2 separate regions of the Mus musculus genome follow, and region 1 is linked to region 2. A link is a contact called in public Micro-C data. All regions are on one chromosome and are shown on one strand. The core of a region is the stretch at or near the end of the contact, and the rest is flanking DNA. Distances in the headings are between cores, read along the strand shown. Region 1 holds the start of Nrtn (neurturin). Region 2 overlaps Ptprs (protein tyrosine phosphatase, receptor type, S).

Region 1 (6,310 bases), core at 2,610-5,109, 330 kb after region 2:
GGTCACCGCATCCTGGCAAGCGTTCTGCCCAGGGTCATATTCTCCTGTTCCTCCCTCTTCCCAGCCTCAGTTTCCCCATTGCAGTTATGTCCAGCAGACCCACACGTGTATGCAGAGAAGGTGTGCGCATGCCTGGGCACCGTGGCGCTCAGCCTGGCTAGTAGCCAGGGCCTGGAATTGGGCCCTAACCGCAGCAGCCTCAAACTCCTATTCATCCTTCAAAGCTTGGTTCCTCCACTATAGGACCAGGAGAGTTGCCTTGCCCCATCTCCATGGCAACTGCTCCCCCCCCCCCCGCTGCCGTTCCCGCTGTGACTTAGTTTCCCCATCTTCAGTCAGAGCCAAAAGGTGCGGGGGAGGGGAGGGCCGAAGTTCAGTTTTCTGAACCTGTTTCTCAGCCTGCTCACTCCTTGTAACCCACAGGGTCTCCTGTAGCCCAAGTATGTAGCTGAGGGTGACCCTGCACTCCTGCCTCCACCTCCTGAGAGCTGGCGTGATATGTGCTACTGCCTGCGGTTTGGGGAGGTCATTCAATTCTAGAAAATCATGGGGGCACCAGGGGAGGAGGGACTCCCAGACCTACACTTTCCAGAGTCCGTGCTTCAGTTTTCCCACCAGTCACAGTTTTTCCCAGACAGTCTATGGATTCTTAGTGGTTCCAGATGGGGAAACTGAGGCCTCCCGGAGCCTGGGTCCTCACCTCCTTCCGAGGGCCCCACCCGCTGGCGGGACGCACATCTGGGGGCAAAGCAACAACATCTGCGGAGCACAGCTGTTTCCGATGAGCTGTGGGGGCTGTGGCCTGGGGAGGCATTTGGGGCTTGATGGGTTGAGGGGGGGAACATAGCCGCTCCCTCCCAGTCGAGAGAAGGGGCAAGACCCCCCCAGGGCTGCTACACCTCTAGAGCCCAAGCGATGCTGTACTGACCAAACTCCTGCTCATACCTCAAAGCCCCAATTCCAGTGGCCCCCTACACTTAAAGAGATTTCATCTTATTTCCATGTGTATGTCTAGGGGAGCACGCGCCGCAGCGTGCCTGTGCGGAAGTCGGAGAGCAACTGTCAGCTTAGCCACCCCGTCACCATACATTCTTCAACACAGGACAGTGGTGGCTCAAACGTCGCTCAGTAGTTGGACTTAAAATGGGGAAGGGGGTGGAGTCTCCGCGACTCTGCAGCCTCTGTTGGGAAGCCCTTTTCCTTCCCACCCTGTTACTCCCTGTTCCCTTCACCCCCTCCCCAGCCCGCGACAGGCAGAACCAGAAAGGTGGACTTTGCGCGGCAGGGCACACAGCACAGCAGCTGGTTGTGAGCAGGAGGCCCCACGCATAACCGGATCAGGCTAATGCGGGCTGAGCCGCTGGCGCGGGGCCCTGAGGGTGGCTGGGAAGAGTCACCCGCTAGAGTCCTGGCCATCTGGCTTGGAAGGGAAACTGAGGCAGGCGCCGGATGCGGCAGTAACAGGGTGGGGAGGGAGGGCACTTGCCTGTCCTCTCCTTCCTTCCCAAATTCAAAGTTTGGTCTCAGGTCCTAGATAAAGGTGTCTGTTCTCCGAGCCTCAGTTTCTCCAGGCGAGAACTGGGAGCCTATCTGAACCTCAGTTTCCCCAGCTGGGAGATGGGAGAGCATCTGGGCCTTAGTTTCCCCAGACGGGAGCTGGGAGTCTAGGCGGCCCGGCACTTTCTTTCTCTTCTTATTCTGTTTACTTATTGAACTTTTAAAGGAATTCTTTTCATTATTTTATATATACGTGTGAATGCGAGGCAAATGCAGAGGCGTTGACCACCCGAACTGGCGTCACAGGCTGCGTGGTCAACAGGGAGAGCTCTGGTATCAAGGACTTATTTGTAAGTTTGCTCTCATCTCTCTTTTGAGTCAGTGTAGCCCAGGCTGGACTCTATGTATCCAAAGCTGACTTTGAACTCCTGATGCTTCTCCCTCCAGATCCTGAGTAGCTCTGACAATGGCCAGAGGCGCCACACCTATTCCCCATTCTTCCTCTGTCATACTTCCAGAATATTCTCCCCACCACCACCACCACCACCACCACCACCACCGGGTCACCCTGACTGTCCCCAAACAAGCCAAGCACTGTCCCTTTCTTCCTCACTTACAAAACTCCTACTCATCCTGCTCAGCCCCAGTTGTAATGCCCCTCCTCCAGGAAGTCTTCCCTGAGTCTCCTGCTCCTCCAGAGTCTCCGGTCATCACCTAGTTACACGAGTTCCCACGTCCCACGTCTGTGCATGCCAGTGTGTCTGCCTCTAAGACACTGCCCACAGGCAAACATTTGTCAAAAACATCTCTAGCTTTTGTGTTGTTTTGGTTTGGTTTTTGGTTTTTGGTTTTGTTTTGGGTGCCTGGCTCAGAGTTTGTGTGATTGTTTTTTATTTAATTCTGAGAAACAGGATGGTAGCATTTCGGGACAGGATGCCCGGCTGAGGGGCTGAGGTGGGGTACCCAGCTGAGGAGGGTACCTGAGGTGATGGGGTGTAATCCGGCTGAGGGGGGTGCCTGGCTGAGAGGGACATTTCTCACTACCTGGCACAGCCAGCCCTTTGTGGTAGCATAGGGGTTTGCAGCAGGCTCAGGAGGTCCCCTATGGAAAAGCAGATGAAAGAGCAGAAGGGATGGGGGGGGGGGGTGGCCTTGGGGCTAGGGGCTGGGGTGGGACAAGCTGGTCAGGCTGGAATCTACCTGCTGCTGATATCCTGCCAGTCACACCCCATAGGGCTTCCTCAGCCCGGGGCACTGACACACAAAAAGGGTGTCCCAGACACCAGGGATGTGAAGCCCCACGAAGGCAGTGGGACAGAAACCAGTTCCCAGCACTCTCGCCCCCTCGAAGTTCCCCAGCCAGACCCAGTGAGGCAGGCAGGTGGCAACCTCAACACACACACACACACACACACACACACACACACACACACACACACACGCATCTTAGCATCCTGGGCTTTAGGATTTCTGCCTCCCTGTCCCACCTGATGTCTGCCCACTCTCTGCAGCAAACTTGGGTGGGCCTGGTGACTTCTTACCCATAAACCGAGTTATCTGGGGATAATCTGGAACAAGAACTCGGAAAGTGGGGAACACACCCCCGTTTCTAATCTGAGCTTTGCCCTTAAGGGACCCCCCCTCCACTAAAGAGCCCCACGCCCTCTTGTGGCTGAACAGCGATTCAGGAGCCCAGTGGCCCGGCCCTTACCGGGGAGGACACGGTGTCCCCAGGAACGCAGGGAACGCGCCCCTGACTGTTTACTTCTGTGCGCCGCAGGGCTGCGCGCCTGGGCCCCCTCCCAGGGTTTCCTGTGACCACGAAGTACCCCTACTCCATTCTCCCTGACCGACGGGGCGCTCACGGGGGCCCGCTGGTCCAGCAGCCTTCCACAGGCATCGAGAGTCGTAGGAGCCCAGAGCGCACCCCGTCGTGTACGGAGCCCGGCACTGACCTGGTAGGGGAAATTTGGGGACGCCCCCCGCACTGCACTCCGGGACTCTGCTTACCTGCCACGGGCTCCAGATGACCCGGTCAGTGGTGACTCCTCCGACCACCCGAGCCCGGCCCGGCCCCAGCCACTGCGTGCGCCATCCGGATCGCGGGGACCGGAGGCGACCCGGGGACCCCGTGCCGGAGGAGGCCACCGCACAGGGTGCGGGACACGGGCCGGGCCATGGGGTTCCCCCCCTGGCCTCTCTTTCTCTGTCTTCCCCGGGCTCGCCGGGCTCAGTGAACCCCGGGGTGGCGCGCGTGGGAGGCTGGAGCGCGCTCAGGACGCGGGGCCACGCGAGGAGCGCCGGGCGCGGGGCACACGGACGAAGCCACCGCGCGCTCTCCCTCCGCTCCCGCCGCGCACCTCAGGCCGGCTGGGCTCGAGGGGGCGTGGCCTTCCCGGAGGCGTGGACGTGGGCGTGGCGTAGGGTTTCCCGGGCTCGGGAACCGCCCTCGTCCTGCCCACAGCTGTAGGGGCGCTCCGGGAGAGCAGGTGGCAGGAACGTGGGAGGCCCTAAACAGCCACACTGCTCCATCGATCAGTTGGTTGATCCACTCCTCCCGGGGACTCTCCTTTATCTGAGACTTTGCGCCCCGAATCTAGTCCTCACTAACTTTGCACATTCCTGCCCCAGGTCTCCAACTCCCTATCTAGCTCCTCTAAACTACCAACCAGGGAGAATCTCTATAGCATCGCCCCTCAACCCAAATTGCTGTTCCGGCGCTCTGAAGCCATCTAAGAATCTCAAGACACACGTGACCCTCCCTCCCAACCAAAGGCCACTCTGCACTCACCCATGGTCCCCTCACAAGTCCTCCCCACCCCTAAGCCCACCCCTCTATCCTCTCCAAGAAAACCCTCCCAGGGAAACTAAGTTCAGTCTCTTAGATAACCTAGATTATGTAAAATTGAAGATCCTGTTGTCCGCGGTGAACTAATGCTTCCCACCATCCTGCCCCTCAGAGCACCATTGGGAGCGGGGGGGCGGGGGGGGGGCGGGGACGACCTCTGTTTCTCACAAATGACTTCCCTCCTAAAAGCACCCTATCTGGGACTTGATCACTCAAACCCACCACACCCTACTCTTCCTGTGATCCGCAAGCGCCCCCTAGCGGGGCCCGGTCACTCAGAGATGGGGTGGGTGGGGCGAGACCTACTGTGGCCACGCCCCTGCCACACCTGGTTGCCGAGAAACCAGGGTTGAGGCTCCTCCCTCTTTGACATCCTTTGCCAAATCTTCAGCTCCCTTGGCTGCCACCTGCCCCTGACTTAAGGTTCACTTATCCCAGAAGCCTTTTCAGTACCAGCCTCCCAAACAGCCCCACCCCTTCCCAAGGGCCTAACGCTGGTCATAGAGTGTGCTCATGTGCATGTCAGGTGCAGTTGGTAATGAGGGTTTATTTGACTCCGTGGGTCAGAACAGTAGACTCTGAAAGTCACCTGTATGTTCAGAGACCTGAGGCTGATTCCTTCCTGTGCCTGAGGCTTCCCAGGGCCCAGGGCATGGCAGGGGTGAGGTGGAGGATAGGGTCAGGGTGTTTGTGTGTGTGGGGAGATGGGACAGGGAGATGGGGCAAGGGTGTGGGTGTGGGAGATAGGGCAAAGGTGTGGCACGGGGAAAATGGGGAAGGTGGGGCGGGGTGGGGGTCTGGGGGAGACAGGTGAGGGCCTAGCATGGGGGAGACAGGTGAGGGTCTGGCATGGGGAGTCGGATAAGGGCCTGGCATATGGAGATGGGACATTCAGGATGGGTCCTTCCAACCTGTGCTTTACATGAAGGTACATCTTTCCCATCCCTGTTGTCACTCAGAGCTGGACACCTGGTGAGTGCGTGCTAGCACACACAGAGTTTGACAGCAGGACACTTAACTGTAGGCTCTGTACATACCAGAGGCAAACTGACTTTACACACAGAGGATCTCCCCTGAGGCTGGCTCCTGCACACACACTCAATTCTGCTACAGCCTGGTGCTGGATGACATACACAGACCCACACCAGGCAATACACATAATAAACAATATAGCTGTTCCCTGTCTCCTCTGTCACACCCACCACTGGTGCAAAGCCCACCCCCCCAGCATACAATATGTGCAAGAAAATCCCACAGCTCCTTCAGGCACACACATGACACACATGGGGGGCTGGTATGGGAGGCCAGGGCCTCCTTGCACACAGAGCTAGCCAGAGCCCACCCCTACTGGGCCAGCCCCCATGAAGCTGTCACCAGCCGTCCTGTGGCCACCTCTGTTCACCCGGCCCAGCTGTGACGGGGGGTGGGGCAGACAGACACATGGAGTGCAGGACACACACATGTGCCCACCATGTGGACGCTCATAAAACGGTTGTCCTGGCAACAGCAACTTGAAAGACTGGGCTCTTCCTCTGGGATAGGGGTGCAAGGGTAGAGCTGACAGCGTCAGGCGAGTCAGGAGCAAAAGGTGGGGACACAGAACTTGCACCCACCTATGACCCCATTTTTGAGTCACATGGTTTGCTACAAAGACTTACAGGGAATCTCATCAGCCTCAGATACACAAAGTGGCTGCCTTGCTCAGGGCTGGTCGTGGTCACACCAGAAATACAAGTGTCATCTATTCCAATAGCCTTCCAGATCACCCACACATTCTGCCACCCCTTGAGACAGACAGCAACTGACAGACGCCCTGTCGTGCTCTGTGAGTCACACCTCAGCTGGGAACTGGGACAGAGAGAGAGAGAGACACAGAGAGAGAGACAGAGACAGAGACAGAGAGAGACAGAGAGAGAGACAGACACAGAGACACAGAGAGACAGAGACAGAGACAGACAGACAGAC
Region 2 (6,441 bases), core at 1,260-3,759:
GCTGGTGGGGAAGCTAGGATGTAGGTGGAAGCTAGGATGTAGGCGGAAGCTAGGATGTAGGCGGAAGCTAGGATGTAGGCGGACGCTAGGATGTAGGCGGAAGCTAGGATGTAGGCGGAAGCTAGGATGTAGGCGGAAGCTAGGATGTAGGCGGAAGCTAGGATGTAGGCGGAAGCTAGGATGTAGGCGGAAGCTAGGATGTAGGCGGACGCTAGGATGTAGGCGGAAGCTAGGATGTAGGCGGAAGCTAGGATGTAGGCGGAAGCTAGGATGTAGGCGGAAGCTAGGATGTAGGCGGAAGCTAGGATGTAGGCGGAAGCTAGGATGTAGGCGGAAGCTAGGATGTAGGCGGAAGCTAGGATGTAGGCGGAAGCTAGGATGTAGGCGGACGCTAGGATGTAGGTGGAAGCTAGGATGTAGGCGGACGCTAGGATGTAGGTGGAAGCTAGGATGTAGGTGGAAGCTAGGATGTAGGCAGACGCTGCCGAGGACTTACAGGCTCATTCTTCTGCAACACAGCAAGCACAAAGAGGACATAGCGGTGGCCTGGCTCCAAGCCCCTGTTGTCAAAGCCACCATATTGCTTCTGGTTCCCAGGATGGAAGACAGCTGGCAGGATGGAGAATCGAGCGGCGATGTAGGGCCGAGGCACCTCCAGCTGTCTGGAGTGGCGCAGGCTGCGCCTCTGCAGCCGGGAGATGTCCTGGATGAGCTGCAGAAAGAGTGTCACAGGCCTCAGCGCTCCTAGGGGAGACGGGCGTCACAGCCTGGCTGTGTGCAGGCCCCATGGAGACGGGGTGGCCTTACCTCCTCCAGATCCATGTCCTCTGGACTACCTAGTAGGACAGGGAACTGGCCACCTCGAGACTTCCGAAGTGGGACCATCACAATGAAGTAGTTCCTGTGGGTAGAGTTTCAGTGACACCCGTGTCCCAATCCCAACCCCTTGCAGTAACACGCCTCTACGTCCCAGTTCTTAGCTATCTGCCTTCTGCCTACTTCATGGCGTGCCAGATCTCAGTGTCCTGTGCATCCCTCAAAGCCCACGTGATCTTACGCCCTTTCCCCGCCTCCCAGGAAGCCCCTTGAGGTCCTCACTGCAGACTCCTAGCTAGGCCTCCCCGCTAGCCTGAAGCACAGACCAGAATCTTTTCGGGGGCTAAAGGTCGCCCAGTGAAGGGTCAGGCTTTATGGGGACAGTCGCATGAGGCAGGTTCACGTGACCCTTATCTCAGTAAGTGTGCAAATGGGGTCACAGAAGGGATGTGTGGCTCGATGCAGTCACATAGTGGGTTGACAGCTACAGGGACAGGTATGGGGGGAGGGGGGTTAGCATACTGCACGGTCACAGGACTCTGGCCATCAGGCAGGTAGACCACGATGAAACCGTCATTGTCGGGCTTCGGGGCGACGCTAGGCTTGCCACTGAGCATGTTAAAGGCGGTCCTGGCAGTGACCGTCTGCTGCAGGCCCCCCAGGCTGCTGCCACGGTTGGTGAGCACGAAATTATAGAAGGTGTGTGGCTTGAGGTGTGTGATCAGCTTCTTGGTCGTGCGGCCGTCCACATCCAGGGTGAGCCCATTGTACTGAATCTGTAGGCAGAGCTGGCTCAGCAAGAAATGGGCCGGGGCCTAGCAACCCCAGCAGAGCTGCAACCTCAGGCTGCCTGTCCTGGACCAATCCTGACTGAGCCTCACTTCTGGATGAACCATCTGACTGAACCTAAACCCAAACTTAGCTCCTGAGTTCTAATTCAGTACAGAGCTGACTGAGCTCCAGTCCAAAAATAACCTTCAGGTCCAACTAAGCCTTGATCCCTGATTGACCTTCAAACATGGCAAAGCCCTGGAGTTAGGCTCAGGAACAACTGACTGTTCGAGGAGGTCCCTTAACTCTAGCTTCTGACCAAGACTGAACAACATACTAAATCCTGGCTTTGGCCAGAACCCCAGCTCTGAGTGCCAGTCCTGACTAGGCTTCAACTTGACTGAGCCTTGATCCCAGGTTCAGTAGCAACCCTGACAGACCCTGATCCAGCTGTGATTAATCGTAGACTGCGCCTCAATCTCAGACTAAACTGTGAAATCTAAGTATCATCGAATCCTGATCTGGGGTGGCCTTGACTGTGCCCAATCTCCCTCAGGCTCCCAGATTTTACCTCCCGCCCCGCCCCTTCCTCCACTGTTGTAGTACCTTGTAGGGTGTGGGTGAGTTATAGTTGTCGGGGAACTCCCAGCTCAGCAGCACTGAAGTCTTCATGATCATCTTCACCTTGAAGTTCTTTGGGGAGACTGAGGGCGGCGGCAAGCAGGGAGAGAGAGAAAGATGGCCCAGTAAGAACCGGGCGCTGGCTAAGGGGCGCGTGGGGCGGCCCCTGTTGTCCCTGTGGTCCGCTGTGCCCTCGGCCTTCCTGCCTGGCCCGGCCCTGCCTGCCCTGTCCCCAGTGCCTGCTGCTGCTGCTGCAGAGACGGCGCGGCTGCGGAGAAAAGCGGGAGGGGCGTAGCAATGGGCGTGGCCTCCAAGCCGCATCCCACCTGTGCCTGCCGACCGACCGACTGGAGCCTCGGGCGCCTGGGCTGAGTCTGGAGGCCGAGACTTACCTGTGGGGAGGGGCGGGCCGGGGCCCGGGGCGGCGCCTACCTGGGTCCCGCGCGAGCCTGTAGCGCAGCGGGGGTGAGAAGGGGCCCGGGCCGCGACGCGTGTGTGCGCGCACGCGTAACTCGTAGGCCGTCTCCGGCCGCAGCCCTCGCAGCGTGAGCGCTGTCTCGGCCCCCGGCTGGGCGGCCGCCGCCAGCTCCGTCTCGGTCGCGGGCCCAGGGGCGCCGGCCTCCCGCACGGACACCGTGTACTTGATGATGGCGCCGTTGCGCTCGGCGGGCACGGGTGGCAGCCAGCGCAGTAGCACGGAGCCCGCGGACACGTTGCCCGCGGCGCCCAAGATCTGCGGGAAGCCGCGCGGAGCGTCCTCGGGGATGCTCAGCGCTGCCGCGGCCTCCTCGCCCAACCCCGCGCGGCCCCGCGCTGCCAGCCGGAACACATAGGTGGCGCCCTTGTGTGCAGGCGCCGCGAACCGCCGCTCCCACGCAGCCAGCTCCAACGTGGCCGGGGCCGCGTCTTCGCGCCCAAACTGCAGGCGGTAGCCAAGCACCGGGTCCTCGGCCGCGTCCGCGGGGGGCTCCCAGCGCGCCAGCAGGCTGCCCTCGGGGGTCTGCTGCACCGACAGGGTGGGGCGGCCCAGCACTGTGGAGGGAGAAACAGCTGCCCTGCCACGTTTCTCCAAACCCCAAAGGCAGCCCCTCACTGAGGGATTTCTGCGCAGGGACCCACCCTTGACCACACTCCCAGTCCTTAAGGTCTAGTTTTTAAAGGTACATTTTAGGAAGGACTTCCTTTAAGCAAAGACTTGGATTCCCTGTGAGGCACATGGACCTATTTTGGGCTACCTTTAAGCTTGACTCCCACTTTGCAGCTGAGAGGAGACAGCCAAATGAGTATAGTGTCTGGTGAGAGGGAGTGACTTGGGCAGAGATGGATATCAGGGCCAGCAGTGCCTGGCCTCTGGAACCTCTGAAAAGGGCCCATGTCTTTCCTGTTTTGGGTCCACCTGGCTGGTGCGTCTTAAAACCACTCTGGCTTGAGAATCATGGGAAATGCTCTTGGCCTTGTGGAGCCAGAGGCTGTGCAGTGGATAGGTATCTACCTGCTCCCTTGGTCACCACCACCTTCGGTTTGCTGCGAGCGCCATCGCCTTTCATGGTATACGCGGCTACTGTGATAGAGTAAGCAGTCTCAGGCTGGAGGTTCGTTATCACCATTTCCTGTGGGTGGGATGGGTGGGCACGGTCAGCAATGGTGCCAGCCCTGCTCACCTTCTCCCCTAAGAAAGTCACAAGAGATGATGCCTCCAGTCCACAGGCAACATGCTGGTGAGCTCATGCACAGGCTGCAACATGCAGTGTCCACACTCCTGTCAGAAACACACAAGCTGGGCACACAGCCACCACCAGGTCCCCTGCTCCTATACCCAGGGCAATAGCCATCAGAGAGCATCCCGATCAGAATCATTCCTCCAAGGCGCCCACCTTCTCTGGAGTCAGGTCAATTCTCTATAGTCCACCAGACCCTGCTCATCTGCTGCCCCGCTCTCCTTCCTCCCTCTCTGCTTCTCAAAGGCACTGCACTCCAGCTACAGGGGGGTCCTGGGTGTTTCTCTAACATCCCAGGCCCCATCCTACCCCAGGGCTTGGCTTCCCCCTGAACCCACTGGATTATCAGAGCTGCCCACAACCAACTTGAGAAATTCAACAGTTAACCCTATCTGGAATCTGAAAGCCAGTTATGAAACAGCCATCTAATGTTAAGATGCAAGCTGCAAACTTAAAATGGAATAACTCTGAGAAGAGAGGCAGGATGGAGAGGTGCGGGCCACGACTCAAGCCAGCCCTGAAATTCTAAGGTGAAGATTGGGGTGTCAGGCTAATCCTGTCTCCGATCAAATCCCGAAGCAATAAGCCTCTGCCTTCCTACTGTGCTGACCACCCCATGCTTGGTGCTTGCCCCTATACAGGTAATAGTGTGACTCCATGTTGGGGCACAGTTTGTTTACACTGTACCCCAGGCAGCAGATGTTCAAGCACACTAGGTCCTGATGCCCACCTGGGTGGCTCTGGTCAACACACACAACACACACACGCACGCACGCACGCACGCACGCACGCGCGCGCGCGCTCGTGCCTGGCAGTACAGAAATTCTCAGGAACACAGGAGTGGAGGGAGGAGACAGAAACAGGCAGGAAAGAAAGAGGGTCTCCCTTTGGGGCATGAAACCCCTGTAGGGCACAGGCCAGGTTAGTGGCAACTCTGGACCTTGTACAGAGCCTCTGTGTCTCCTGTCAAACGGACTCAGAGCAGCAGAGAGACAGGCAGTGTCTTGCTTGAGGACACAGTGCAAATTCACCCTGCTCTAGAGCCACCTCTGACAGCTGTCCTTCCCGACCCTAGGTCCATCAGAAGCTATGGAGGGCACGCAAGGACACAGGTGGGGAGACCACAGGCATGCAGAATGCACAGAGAGGACAGCAGAATGGCCTGGAAAACTACTTACATATTCGGCAGTGTCGTCCATCTCCCACTGAGCGGGAGGCGGTGGAGGGAGAGAGAGGAGGGAAGTGAGAGGGGAGCCAGCAGCGGAGTGGGGAGCAGAGAGGAGACAGTGCCCAGGCACCCCTGCCACCCCAGCCGTGCCTGCCCACCTGGGCATCCGCCAGCATGATGTCCTTGATGCGCGGTGGCCCGCGGGCCTCGGCACCCTCCATGCGCACATAGTGGACCTGGTAGCCGCGGATCTGCCCGTGCTGCCGGCCGGGCGTGGGCGAGCGCCACAGCACTCGGATGGCTGTGGCGTTGAGCGCCTCCGCCTCCACCTTCCGCGGGGGCGCGCTGGGCACTGGCGGGCAGGAGGGGGGCAGCGGGGCTGTTACCAGGGCGCCAGGCCCTGCCCCTGGCCAGGGTGTTGGATAGCTGCTGGCCTGGGAAAGGCATGGCCCTCCTCTACCCCCTATGTTCCCAGGACCTGCTGCAGCACCACATAATGACCACCACGGTCCCCAGAGCCCGTGGCCCTTCTCCATGGCCCCATCTGAACTGATACACATCCCTGCAATCTACAGATGGGGAAACTAAGGCTTGGAAAATGGAATCCGTGACCCCAAAGCTGGGACTGCACTAGGCAGTCAGGTAGGAGTTCCCCAAACGCCATCATCTCCTGGTCTAGTAGGCCAGCAGAACAACTGCTCAGATTTCATCAGGTCCAAACCCTCCCTCTACCTGCACTGACACTAACAGCACTTCTTCTTCCCATGGTGCTTGGCTCCCAGCCCTGGCCTGTAGCTCACACTAGCTCTTCACTGGAGGCTATCTGGCCTCTAACAGGCCGCTGTGGGTGTATGTTGGTGGAGGTGGCCGCCTGCCTCCAGGCAGGATGGTGCAGGGCCCCAGAGCACCTAAGACTCAGGAGGCCACCTACAGGCATACCCTGGGAGGAGGGCACCCAACTTCGAGGCCAGCTTGCACTGGCTTCCTGGCTCCCGCTGACCCCAGTCCCGTCCCAGAGCTGGAGCTGCCAGGGGCCGGCGCAGCCCGGGTATGGCTTGGGCTGGTGCTTACCGTCCTCATCGGTGCGGACGACCACGGGCGAGCTCTCGGGCCCTGGTCCCACCTCTGTGTAAGCCACGGCGGTGACACGGTACTCCGTCCATTTCTCCAAAGCTTCCAGAAGGATCTGAGTGGTGGTCGGGGGTATGTTGTTCACCTCCTTGGGGTCCGGGTCCTCTGAGCCCAGCGGTCGGTAGCGGACGCTGTAGCCCACGAGGGCCCCGTTGTGAGTTTCTGGCGGTGGCGGGCGCCAACTTACCAATATGGCCGTGGAGCGCAAGCTGGTGC

The links. Hi-C and Micro-C count contacts between places; a contact is called where the count stands out from the background.
Region 1: a Micro-C map of embryonic stem cells shows a contact between it and region 2, with 1.7 times the contacts expected there. The contact joins the promoter of Nrtn here to the enhancer-like site in region 2. A contact is called at or near these places in 4 of 484 Hi-C or Micro-C datasets (the G1E-ER4 cell line, the HL-1 cell line and embryonic stem cells), 1 of 115 datasets of contacts at active chromatin or transcription factors (bone marrow-derived macrophages) and 1 of 9 other capture datasets (adipose tissue).

What each region holds. Positions count from the first base shown.
Region 1 is chr17:56,753,689-56,759,998 of GRCm38.p6, forward strand. Nrtn (neurturin) reads right to left here and starts at 3,860. Exons shown (of 3, transcript NM_008738.3): 1 at 3,508-3,860.
Region 2 is chr17:56,422,687-56,429,127 of GRCm38.p6, forward strand. Ptprs (protein tyrosine phosphatase, receptor type, S) reads right to left here. Exons shown (of 33, transcript NM_011218.2): 11 at 6,166-6,441; 12 at 5,253-5,446; 13 at 3,701-3,818; 14 at 2,641-3,240; 15 at 2,194-2,291; 16 at 1,339-1,592; 17 at 808-901; 18 at 497-712. Among named protein-coding and RNA genes, the nearest start is that of Mir6977, 7.0 kb to the left of the region's middle. Within about 2 kb of position 2,510, at least 220 of the 459 cell types and tissues checked have an H3K27ac peak or open chromatin away from gene starts, as enhancers often do. A contact at or near this core is called in bone marrow-derived macrophages and embryonic stem cells, where this site is marked.